Linked DNA regions of Aedes aegypti: region 2 is linked to region 1. The links are chromatin contacts, called in public Hi-C maps. All regions are on one chromosome and are shown on one strand. Each heading gives the region's core, a stretch centred on a gene start, on an enhancer-like site or on the middle of the called end of the contact. The rest is flanking DNA. Distances are from core to core; before and after follow the strand shown. Region 1 holds the start of LOC5569850 (zinc transporter ZIP9). Region 2 overlaps LOC5569849 (epidermal growth factor receptor substrate 15).

Evidence for each region. A called contact is a pair of places that touch in the nucleus more often than the background predicts.
Region 2: a contact with region 1 is called in a Hi-C map of whole pupa, with 2.2 times the contacts expected there. The contact joins the enhancer-like site here to the promoter of LOC5569850 in region 1. A contact is called at or near these places in 2 of 2 Hi-C or Micro-C datasets (whole body and whole pupa).

Annotation. Positions count from the first base shown.
Region 1 is chr2:351,500,402-351,506,235 of AaegL5.0, reverse strand. It overlaps LOC5569850 (zinc transporter ZIP9), which reads left to right and starts at 3,577. Exons shown (of 2, transcript XM_001658694.2): 1 at 3,577-4,362. The coding sequence starts at 4,267.
Region 2 is chr2:351,550,297-351,556,130 of AaegL5.0, reverse strand. LOC5569849 (epidermal growth factor receptor substrate 15) reads left to right here. Exons shown (of 12, transcript XM_021846279.1): 6 at 1,857-1,946; 7 at 2,685-2,726. Among protein-coding and RNA genes, the nearest start is that of LOC5569849, 35 kb to the left of the region's middle. Within about 2 kb of position 2,095, at least 1 of the 3 cell types and tissues checked has open chromatin away from gene starts, as enhancers often do.

The DNA.
Region 1 (5,834 bases), core at 2,328-4,827:
TTTGGCTTCATTAAAAATGGTCTACTGCGAATTCTATCCTATTTGTGTAAAAAAGAACTGACAGGCTCGTTTGCTCTACTGGAAGGCTTTTCTGTACCGTAATAGTATTCTTATTTGAACATAAACATACCTATTTCGTACCGTAACTGTGTCCGAATCTGCACATATTGTAACTATCACATGAATATCGAAATTGTGGACGCATTCAAACAGCTTTTCTTATCTTTTCATTAAACTAATTTGTGATTTGTGATGATAAATTTATCAAATTATTTGGTTTTGAGGCGACCTTGAATACCATAAAATCGTTTGGCATAATTAATCAAATGTCCGGAGGTAATTTTGCCTATTGGTTATTTGACTTAACATTTAGAACCGATTAAGTATGAGATCAAATGTATTTATGCCATGTGGGCTCTCCCTTACAAACAACTGAATTATCCAATCCTTTTTTTTTCGATTCAAAAATGTGCAGAACATGACATGGATACGGTACCTTGCTTAAAACCATAAAACATACCATTGGAAAATACGCTTAGGAAAATATCTAATATCTAAATTATTCTTTATAAAAATATCAAACCCAGATGTTTATTACTTACTACACAACATTATGTAGACGCTTGATAAAAGATGATATTGTACTGAATAAAAATGCTTATCAGCGCAGAATAGATTATATGTATGCGTTGTTAGACAAATACAGATTTTGAAAATCCCTGATGAACATATTTATCGGTACCAAAATGAATAAAAGACAAAAAAAACATAAAGGATATTCTCTTTTTTTCTGTTAACACTTTTATATATCACACGCCATCAAATACGATTATTATTCCAAACTACTTATTTTCCTGTGCGTAGCCAGTACCTACTACAGTAATTGAAAGAAAAGCTCCAAATCAAAAGAACGAGAGTAAAGGACATGGTTAGATCTGTGTGCCACCGCGCCACGTCACGCCGTCGTACGCCGATCATGTACCGTAAGTACGCCATTCACCGTTCATTGAATTATTTTGATAAATCTGATCAAATTTATGCAATAAAAGTTAACAGCATGTATACTACATAATGGATTACCGAAAAGCTAAACATTACTTATCCTTTGCAATTGAATTAAATGGACAAATTGATGTGAAGTTTTGCGAAAAAGTTACACGTCTTCTCGGTGAGAATCGAACCCACAACTACCTGATCTCTAGTTAGGGCACGTTACCCCTACGCCACGAGAGGACTCATGGACGCAGAAGTTAACCTGAGTTCGATTTCAGCTCAATAATCACGTGGTCCTTTATCGCAAAGTGCACCTCTTTCGGAAGAATTAGATGCCCATCCAAACACAACGCTTTCTATGTATATCCAATGCCTTGCCCGAGAGCGCATTATTTTTTAGGTAGTGAAAGTACCACACATCACTAGCCACCGACGTGCTGGCTGAGATTTCTATTGTGTGGGCTTCCAATGGGTCGCGACGTTCTCAAACGACCGGTTACGGAACATGAGTCCGTTGCTCGATAAATACTTGTTATAACTATGAATCGTGGTCTTTACGGCTAACCAGCCGAGTGGAGGTTTAACAACTACCGAAAAGCTAAACATTACATATGTATACTTTGCAATTAAATTAAATGCACAAATTGATGTGAAGTTTTGCGAAACAATTTTTCGGTAGTTACAAAGTGCCCACCTCACCAGTTTTCGAATTTCTCTCATTGATTTGGTTTAAATTAAAGTTAACACACTTAAATCTTTTTTGATATTCTTTTAAAGTTACACTTACGAAATTTTGATAAAAAAAAAGAATTTTACTCAAAGAAAAAGAAAATCAATTTGTATTGAAAAAAAAAATGACAAAATAAAGCCTTCTTGGTCCCAGAAAAGATGATTTAAGAAAAATAAAAAACAATTTAATAGTTAATGTGTCCTCCTTTGGCCTTAAGGACTTGCTGGAGGCGCTTCGGCATGCTTTTCACCAAGTTTTGTAGGTGTTGTGGTTCTAGTTCTTCCCAGGCGCGCTCCAAGGCTTCAAAATAATTATTTTTGTTGGTAACACCAGTTTTGTCAACCCTGGCATCGAGAATCGCCCACAAATTCTCGATGGGGTTGAGGTCTGGGCTTTGTGAAGGCCATTCCAGCGGTTTAATCCGACAAGACCGGAAGAAAGAATTGGTCTTCTTGGCAGTATGCTTCGGGACGTTGTTCTAGAGAAATATGAATTTCTCTTCAAGGCCCGTCTGGATCAGCGAAACCTCCAGATTTTCCCGCAAGATGTTGATGTAGGAATCTGCCGTCATTATTCCGTCGATTTTCATGAGGCTTCCTACTCCACTCCATGAAAAACACCCCCAGACCATCACATATCCTCCTCCATGCTTCACCGTTCCTTGGATGTGGCGCTCTGCACCACACACGAGCCCGCCGCTTTCGGTTAAACAGCTCGAGCTTCAGGAGCGCTACATCCAAGGAACGTTGACGCATGGAGGTGTGATGTGATGAAATGTGATGGTCTGGGGGTGTATATATATAGCCGTAAACCACGATTCATAATTAAAAACAAGTATTTATCGAGCAACGGACTCATGTTCCGTAACCGGTCGTTTGAGAACGTCGCGACCCATTGGTAGCCCACACAATAGAAACCTCAGCCAGCGCAGTTGCTGGCTAGTGTAGTGTGCTATTCCTATACCTAAAAAACAATGCGCTCTCGGGCTAGGCATTGGATATATATAAATATATATATATATATATATATATATATATATATATATATATATATATATATATATATATATATATATATATATATATATATATATATATATATATATAGAAAGCGTTGTGTTTGGATGGGCATCTAATTCTTCCGAAAGAGGTGCACTTTGTGAAAAAGGACCACGTGATTATTGAGCTGAAATCGAATTCAGGTTAACTTCTGCGTTCAAGAGTCCTCTCATGGCGTAGTGGTAACGCGCCCCAACTAGAGATCGGGGAGTCGTGAGTTCGATTCTCACTCTCACTGTAACTTTTTCGCAAATCTTCACATCAATTTGTCCATCTAATCCAATTGCAAATTATATGTAATGTTTAGCTTTTCGGTAACTGTCAATCTTGTGTGAAAATTATTCCGATTTTGTAATGGGGAACCATTTCATCCAGCTAAAGGACCCATTCACAAATTTCATAACGCTTTAGGGAGTGGGTGGGTGTTCAAAATGGCCAATTTAAGCGTTATTAGGGCTCATTCACAAATTTCATAACGCTTTAGGGGGTGGTGGGTGTCCTAACGTTGTTACGGCTCATACAAAAATTGTAGAGTATCGATACAAAAAGCGTCACGAGGGGGTGGGTGGGTGTCAAAAATGGCAATTTAAGCGTTATGAAATATATGAACTAACCCTTAAATATATGAACAAGCCCAAAAATTGACGTGTTCACAAAAACGGAACATATCTGTATTTACACCCGACGATGCGATGCGACATCGTTGACGATGCAACACTGAGTGAGTATGCAGCACACATGGCAACACTGACGGACACGATGATGGCTGACGTCGCGTAAAATTCATTCATTCGAACCCGACGGCACCGAGACCGCGAAGTGTTTTTGTAAACAAACCCCCCAAATTGAAATCAAGGCCAAGATTTTGAAAAAAATCGAAAACTTTGTGGGGTAAGTTACTTTTTAAAAATTTCCTGCAATGTTGGGTTAGGATTATCACTGTTCAGTTAAACGCTACTATAATACCAAACTAGAGAATTTCAATTCAACCGGTTAGTTTTATCAATGAAGTAAGTTACTACTGTCATCCGAATTTACTACGCGAATCCACACGCACACAGATGCACTTCCCAGTCGACGAGACGTTCCATCAAAAATCGACCTAAGAAATGAACCGCTAGTTGGGCAAACAGCGACGAACGAAGTGCACTTGTTTTCTCGCTTTGAGAGTGCGGGAGAATAAACCCCCCGAAAGAAGTGCGATAAGTGAAGGAAGGTAGTAAAAACATTGGACACGTCGCGCGGGTGCTGCCTGCGAAAGAAAAGCTGATTTCAGCAAGATTCGCAATCCGTTCCCGTTGTTCCGAGTGGAAGGTTGCTACCTTTTTTAGTGCTTGCAGCTGCAGTCTGATCAGCCAGAACCTGGTTGCGAATGGAACATTGAGGAAAACATCGAAACGACACGACGAGTTGGATCGATTCCGGGGCTGGTTATAGGGTATTGGCGAATCAGCAGAAAGTGAAATCCACCTTGGGCCGATCAAAATGGACGAGACCGTGATGTTGGTGCTGTTGGTCATTGTGATGCTGGTGGGGTCCTACCTGGCAGGGAACATCCCGCTGGTTGTGACACTGTCGGAGGTAAGTCGTGAATTGATTTGGGGGTTACAACACAGGGCTGAACACGAAAGGCTGAAACCCGGACATCATCATAAAAGGCTGAAACAACAGAATACCGTCAAACGGGGTGACTTGTAACACATGAACCATATTTTACACGAAACATCAAATGGAAATCGGTTATATGTACTCTACATGACGTTTCTATTACTAATGAGTAAGGTACCGTGGAGCAAGTGGGTAATAGATTTCGCAAAGTTTGAAGAATCCCAAACAAAAACTTTGTTAGGGGCGGTCCATTAATTACGTAAGACAAATATTGGGGTTTGAATTTTCTTCTGCTCAGTTATGTTTGTTGGAATGATTCGACAACATTTTAACTGCAACATTTCAAATGTTAGTTCATGGGACAGCAATTGCATTTCTACTCTGTAGAATCTACACCGCTCGTTATTTGTTAAGAACATCGGATATGACGTCGGATAACTCATCGGGAGAAATCAAACGGAATCCTTCAATAAAGTGTTTAGAAACTTTTTTATGTGGATACACCTTTGTCCCATTTTTAATATTTGGAACTAGCTTTACTTAGACATTCCACGATTTTTCCATGCGTTCTCTTATATTGGAATTTTTCAATCAACGTCTTCCTTTTAATCGACTGTCCGAAGTAAACATATTAATATCGTAATATTTGGCAACCATTTTTTAGAGAAGTTTCATTATTTCCCTGCCCTTGGGTGATGGGATTGACGGTTATTTATCAAGTGAATACATATTGTTGATATTGTGAAATTACTCTAATGCTAACATATTGATCGCGAAAATTAATCGTTATTATAACTTATAAAATGTAAGCTAGTCTAATAGTTTTAAGTTATATAATGACATTGCTTCAATGCTTTAATATATTTTACACTTGATTTATCACACCTTCCGCATGAGTTTAGTTACTGTCGCATGATCTAACACCAGATAACTACGCGTAATGCTGGAGGGAGCGGCAGGGCCTACTACCAGTCTCTACTAACACTCAAATCACTAACAAGACTGGGAAACCAACGATCACCTTCATCAGTAGCACTATTTCTAATAGTATTATTAGTTCAATATACATCTTTTTCAGTAGACCACGAGGCGCAAGAGTGGGTGCGGGTGGTCTCTGCGTCTCACAGGTAATTGAAAATAGACTTTTATGTTAGGTTTACTAACAATGTAGTAATTATTACCTTAGTAATACCGTAAGGTACCGTAATTCAGCGCATCGCCTAAATCCGCGTATTAGTCCGATATTTGTCGAAATTTAAGAAAAATTTTGAAATTTGCCCATACTGCTATTTGTATATGATGGTAATGCATCGAAATTCCAATTCAAATTTTCATTAATAATAATAATAATACAAATTTTGAGAAATATTCCAAAATGTGAATTACGACACTCTACGGTATTGCGTTATCTAGTAAGGTAGGTTGTAGCGGTATTAGAGATAGTT
Region 2 (5,834 bases), core at 846-3,345, 51 kb before region 1:
ATAACAAATAAAGTTCAAATAAAATAGAAAAATAATCGTTCTCATGATGCATTTCAAATTTCATCTCTGTTTTTGTTCAATTTTGAAGTCGTATATCAAAAATAAAAACCAAATAAAAATATATAGAAGAATTACACATTTCTTCTTCCTCTTATGCAATTAAGTAATTTGAGATTGATCTTTTTTGATAAAAATCATTTGTTTTAATGTTTTAGTGTTACTCTTTAGGAAAATATATAAAACGTCTACGAAAAGTTTTGATTCTGGTTTTTGTTTTGATAGGTCCCACTTACCCCGGGTACAAAGAAATTTTGGGGTAAGTTAGATCATCGAAAATTTCATATGAAATGAAAACATAATACCGGTTTATCATTAGCAGCTTGTAATAATACTTAAAGTTGTTACTTACTGATGGAAATTCAATTTATAAAACATTTATTTTTTGCGGGTCAATGCAAGACGTGAAACGTGTCAAAATGTATTATGCAAGTTGAAAATGGCGCTGAATTGACAACTGTTACATGGTAATAAAAATTACAATATGTTATGCACCTAATACATTCCTTGTCATTATATTTTCAACTTCCTAGAAGAATACCCCCATGAAAAACTTTTGCTAAGTGAGCTATGACGAAACGCCCCACTTACCCCAGATTCTCACTTGCCCTGGGTTACCTTAATATTCCTTCCAATTATCTTAGTAACGATTGCCTGATCGGTTTCATTATATGAAAAACATTTCAAGTTTACCTTGAATAAACGTTCAGTTTTGTCGTCAAAAGTGCAAAATTTGTTCCTCTTTTCTACAAAATGTTTGAGAAGTAGTATGCGATCTTTAATAGCTTCCTGCAAAACGCGGCGGTCTCCTTTCTTTGCAATTTGGAAGGAAATGTAGATTCCCTTAACGGAATTCAAGATCACCTGCCTATATCCCGAAAGACCTGTTCCTAGAAGCTGCTTCGATTTAAAGATCGGAAAATTTGTCTAAAGCATTGAATTGCTTATTTTGATGCAATTTTCATCATTATTCATTCCACCCTTAGAAGGATCAGCGCATTCATCCAAAGAAACTCCCTTCTTCAATTTTGCCACGTTTAGCAACAGGTTAAACTAGTGATCCTTTATAGAGAGATAAGCGGAAGTAAAATGGAATGATTTGGCAACAGACCAGCAGTGCTGATTTTGCTCGGCGTCGAGAATAATATTGTAACACGGACATGACTTCCTCATTGCTATCAAGTGTATTTTGTTTCGTTATAGATCTTTGTGCTACATATCAAAACTAATAAACAGCCGAAAAAAATCAAAAACTAAAAATCGCATTGTCAAAAATTCAAAAAAGTAAAACATTTCATTTTTTTGATTTATGCAAAATTACTTTTACCGAAATAATTTCAAGCGGATTACATTACTCCTCAAGAAAAGTTCAAAACAAACATAACGCATGTTCGTTTGGCTCACACTTTGACAGCTCTCGCTGCTCGATTGGCTCACACTTTGACAGAAATGTCAGCTTCCGCGAATCTCTCTTATAAAGGATTTCTACACGGGAAAAAATTCTGTAGTAAAAATTACTATTTTAGCTGAATACGCCCATTCTTGAAACTACCATGCAATTTCAGATCAATTTACTATGATTACGGTACATCCCACCACATTTCTGGTACATTTGACAAAAATAATTTACAACAATCTGATTTCGACTACAGACATGGTAAAATCAAGCGCATTTCTGGTCTACTGAAAATTGCCGGTGCGAGCGCTTAAGTTAACCCCCTAAAATGGTAGTTTTCACCGCACAATTTTTTTGCGTGTAGGTTAAACAATCTCATTTTTCCTTTTTTGTCCCCAAACAGAGCGAACTGGACACCCTGACTGCCACACTGAAGCAATTGGAGAACCAAAAGGGCGAAGCACAGAAAAGGCTCGACGATCTCAAAAATCAGGTAAGTGGTCACTGTTCCCCATGGGAGCTCCCTTCAATCGGAAAGCGATCGGTTTCTTTATTATTTCCGCCTTAGTGATAACGTTTTCGAGTGCTAATTCATTCATTATCTCTTAGTAACTTATCAATTTTACACAACATCGAGCCTAACTGATAATGGAATGCTAGTTTTCTACTCGCTACTAATGATAACCAATCAATAACCCCAAGATGCGTACGGCGATCGCTTTCAAACTAACGACCAGATGTTTACAATATGACTAACTTTTCTTGGTAACTAACATTTCTAATAGCATGCTGCTAGTTTTTACAGTGTAACTTTGAAAGTGGAACATTTTCATTTTCAGCAAAAAAAAACACTGAAAAATGCTTGTTGAACTACTGAAGCATTCGTCAGTGAATCTGTCAATTCGCTAACTCAACCTATCGGACGTTATTATTTATTCACTTATCTTAATTTTACCTTCAAACTCCTATTTCTAAAACGGTGTGTGCGTGTGAACAATCAACGGGGGTGCCCATCTCGAATTGAAAACCAAAATGCATATTTCGGCTTGCAACCCAAATTGTTTCGCTCTTGCTCCGAATAACACATCGTGCGGTGGTGCATTTGTGATGCGTGTTGTGTTGCTACTAAAACCAAACCCGAATCGGAAACATTGCATCTTGGAAATCAAATTATGCGAATGGGAAACCTAAAACCTGGTGCAAACAAACTCCTCTCACCGTCGTCCTGTAGAAAGTTGAGGTAGATAGTGCCATTGATAGTGCCCGGGATCAGGTTAGTTTTTGGTTTAGTTTTATTTTCTGTTTCCTATTGTGTTTCTGTTAGATTTGTTCCTTTCTGTTTTATAGTTTTGTGAGTTTAACTAACACTAACTGGTCGAATGGATTAGAGCTAGGGGTAGTGATGACTATGCAGTATAACATTTCCTGCTAGAAGTGTCCAATTGGCTGGATAAATTGGCAAAGAAATCGGGTTCAGATTTGCTTTCGCGCTTATGACTAAGATTAAATTGAACGTTTTCGATGCACGTGAAACCGGTTTCAAATAACAATCGTTGGACATTTATGTTTACTTCAATAAAACATGTAGGTAGCCACCTAACAATCTTTGTTATCGAAAAACGCGTTTTGTTCAGACACTAGTTACCCTCAAATGTAGGCGCTCTTCATTTTGTAGACCTATCCTCCCTGTCGTCTTCGAGATATTAACAAAGTCTTATAATATATCATATTATATAAAAAGGCACATGTTGATATGTCGGATGATTTGTGCCCATTTCAGACCGCCTTAGCTCTTTCTGATTGTGGTATTGATGATCATCTTCTTCTTCTTTCTGGCGTTACGTCCCCACTGGGACAGAGCCTGCTTCTCAGCTTAGTGTTCTTATGAGCACTTCCACAGTTATTAACTGAGAGCTTACTATGCCAATGACCATATTCGCATTCGTATATCGTGTGGCAGGTACGAAGATACTCTATACCCTGGGAAGTCGAGAAAATTTCCAACCCGAAAAGATCCTCGACCGGTGGGATTCGAACCCACGACCCTCAGCTTGGTCATGAGCAAGTTGAATTACGCTCAACAGCTCAACGTTCTAATGTTTGTCTAGAATTCACCTTATTATCTAACAATTCTCACCATCTATTCCCCAAGATTACCTCGTGGCACAAACATATGTCTGTGATCGAGGGTGCAGCAGTCCGGAGATCCTTGCATGAATTCTCTCCAGCAGGAGTTCATCAGGTAGTTCTGCAGAAGTTAGTTTCATCAATTTAGAATTCATTATGATTTCAATTCAGAGCAATCTATAGAACCATGACTGGAGAAATCTATTGTATATTTCCTTAAATAGTTTCTGAAGATATCCTTGCAGTAATTTATGTTTTAATGTTTGAAGAAATGTTGAACAAAAATCTTGGAGGAATTCAAAGCAAATCTGGAGATATTGGTTGTATTATTGAAAAATCGTTGAGGAAATTGTAGGAAAATCCATGGGAAAATGATTGGTTGAATTCCCGGATAAATGAGGGGTGTCTGGAGAAAACTATGATAGAATCTTCGGAGGAGTTCGTTGAGAAATCCCTTGGGAATCTATAGAGATATCATTACCCTAGCTTCAAGGCTTATTCCTATTGTGATCCCTGGGAAAATCATTGATAGTTATTTTTTTCAACGCGGTTGCCACATTATATACAAAAAGTTCTTATAGAACACTAAAGTCGAAAAGCCGGCTCTGTCCTTCTGGGAACGTAATGCCTCAGAGATGAAGGTTCTTTCTGGCAATGTCCTTTCAATTAAATTGTTCCTAGTATTCTTTTCAATAACCATTTGATTTATATTGTTCAGAAAGTTCTCTGGGATCTTCTCCTGGAATACTTCTAAAAAAACCCTAAGGCAATCCCTTACTTGAACGATTTCTTCATAGAACAAGAATGTTCATACAGTTTTTAGACAGGAATACACCTAAATATTTATCCAGGAATTCCTCAACTAATTCATTTCAAATTGTTTAGATTTATTTTATAAATTTCTCTGAAATTCCTTATCGAAAAAATAGGTGCACCTCGTCAATACTTTCTAGATTCAATAAAAAATCATCTAAGGATTTCTTTAGGAATACATTTCAAAAGAAATTTCAAGAATTCTTCTAGAAGTTTGGGAAAATCAGGAAAAACCCGGGAATTACAAATAACCGGAGAAATACGGGAACTATCCTGGAATTTAGAAAAACTAACCGGGCAAATATGTATTTCAAACCTAAGACTTCCGGTTTGTTTAAATTTTAGGCGCTATGGGCAAAACTGCATTTTTTCCAGATGTTGTACGACTGCCTGTCACTCGTACTTTGCATGATGAATAACTTTTGGTGAGTTGGTAGAGAAATAGTTAATCTTAATCGATCTATAAAACTTTTCTAGAAGGGTACTTAGGAATTGCTGGAAAGGTTCTTGGAAACATGCTTGCGAGATTTCCATTTCAATTAACGGCATATTTTCAGTTAGATCTTTGCTGGAATCCTAACGGAAATCGAAACGATAATTGACAAGTTTCTTGAAAGTTCTTTCAAAGAGATCACTGAAGAGGTTATTGTTAGATTGCTAATAGGGTTTTTAGAAGATTCTAGAAACGATCAATTTTGTTTGAAATTCTTAGTAAATCTCCAAAAAATATTTCTCAAGAGATATCCTGGCATTAATGATAATACTGGTTCTTGGTGAAGGCTTGTCTAAATTACTAGTTGAACTAGACCTTAATCAATGACAAAGTTCTTCTGAGTGACTGAGATTTTGTATGGATTTCTGATATTTACAACAAATTCTTCCAATCATCCCCAACAAGTTTCTTGTAAGATTTTTCCTGAATTCGTGGCAAGATCTTTGATGGATAAATAAATAGCGAGATTCTTCGCCAAATCTTTGATTGAATCCTTGAGAGATGCAGTTTTGTATCTATGTCAAAAGTGTTAGTCAGCTTCATAGAAGAACAATGAAATGTATTTGGAAATATCGTTTCTGTTAAAAACATCTCTCCTTGGATTCAACGTGAGTTTCACAAATCAAAAATTTCTCAATAGACCAGCCATGGGTTATGTGTAACGCATAATTCCGAAGACATTCTTAGAGGGCAATAGAAATGTATTTAAATACTACCAACATCTCTCTGATCTTCTTAGTAGGTAGATGGTCTTTTTGATATTTCAATAATTAGTTTATATCCTTTTATTTGAAAATTTTCCGTAATTTATACCACATAAAGCTTACAGTTTTCAATCAATTTAATATTTCATAGATAAGTTAGTTCAAGTCCTCCAAATTTGACCATTTTCTATGGAAGAAATCAAAAATATAAAGCCCTTGATCATCTCCCGGGTAGAGGAGAATA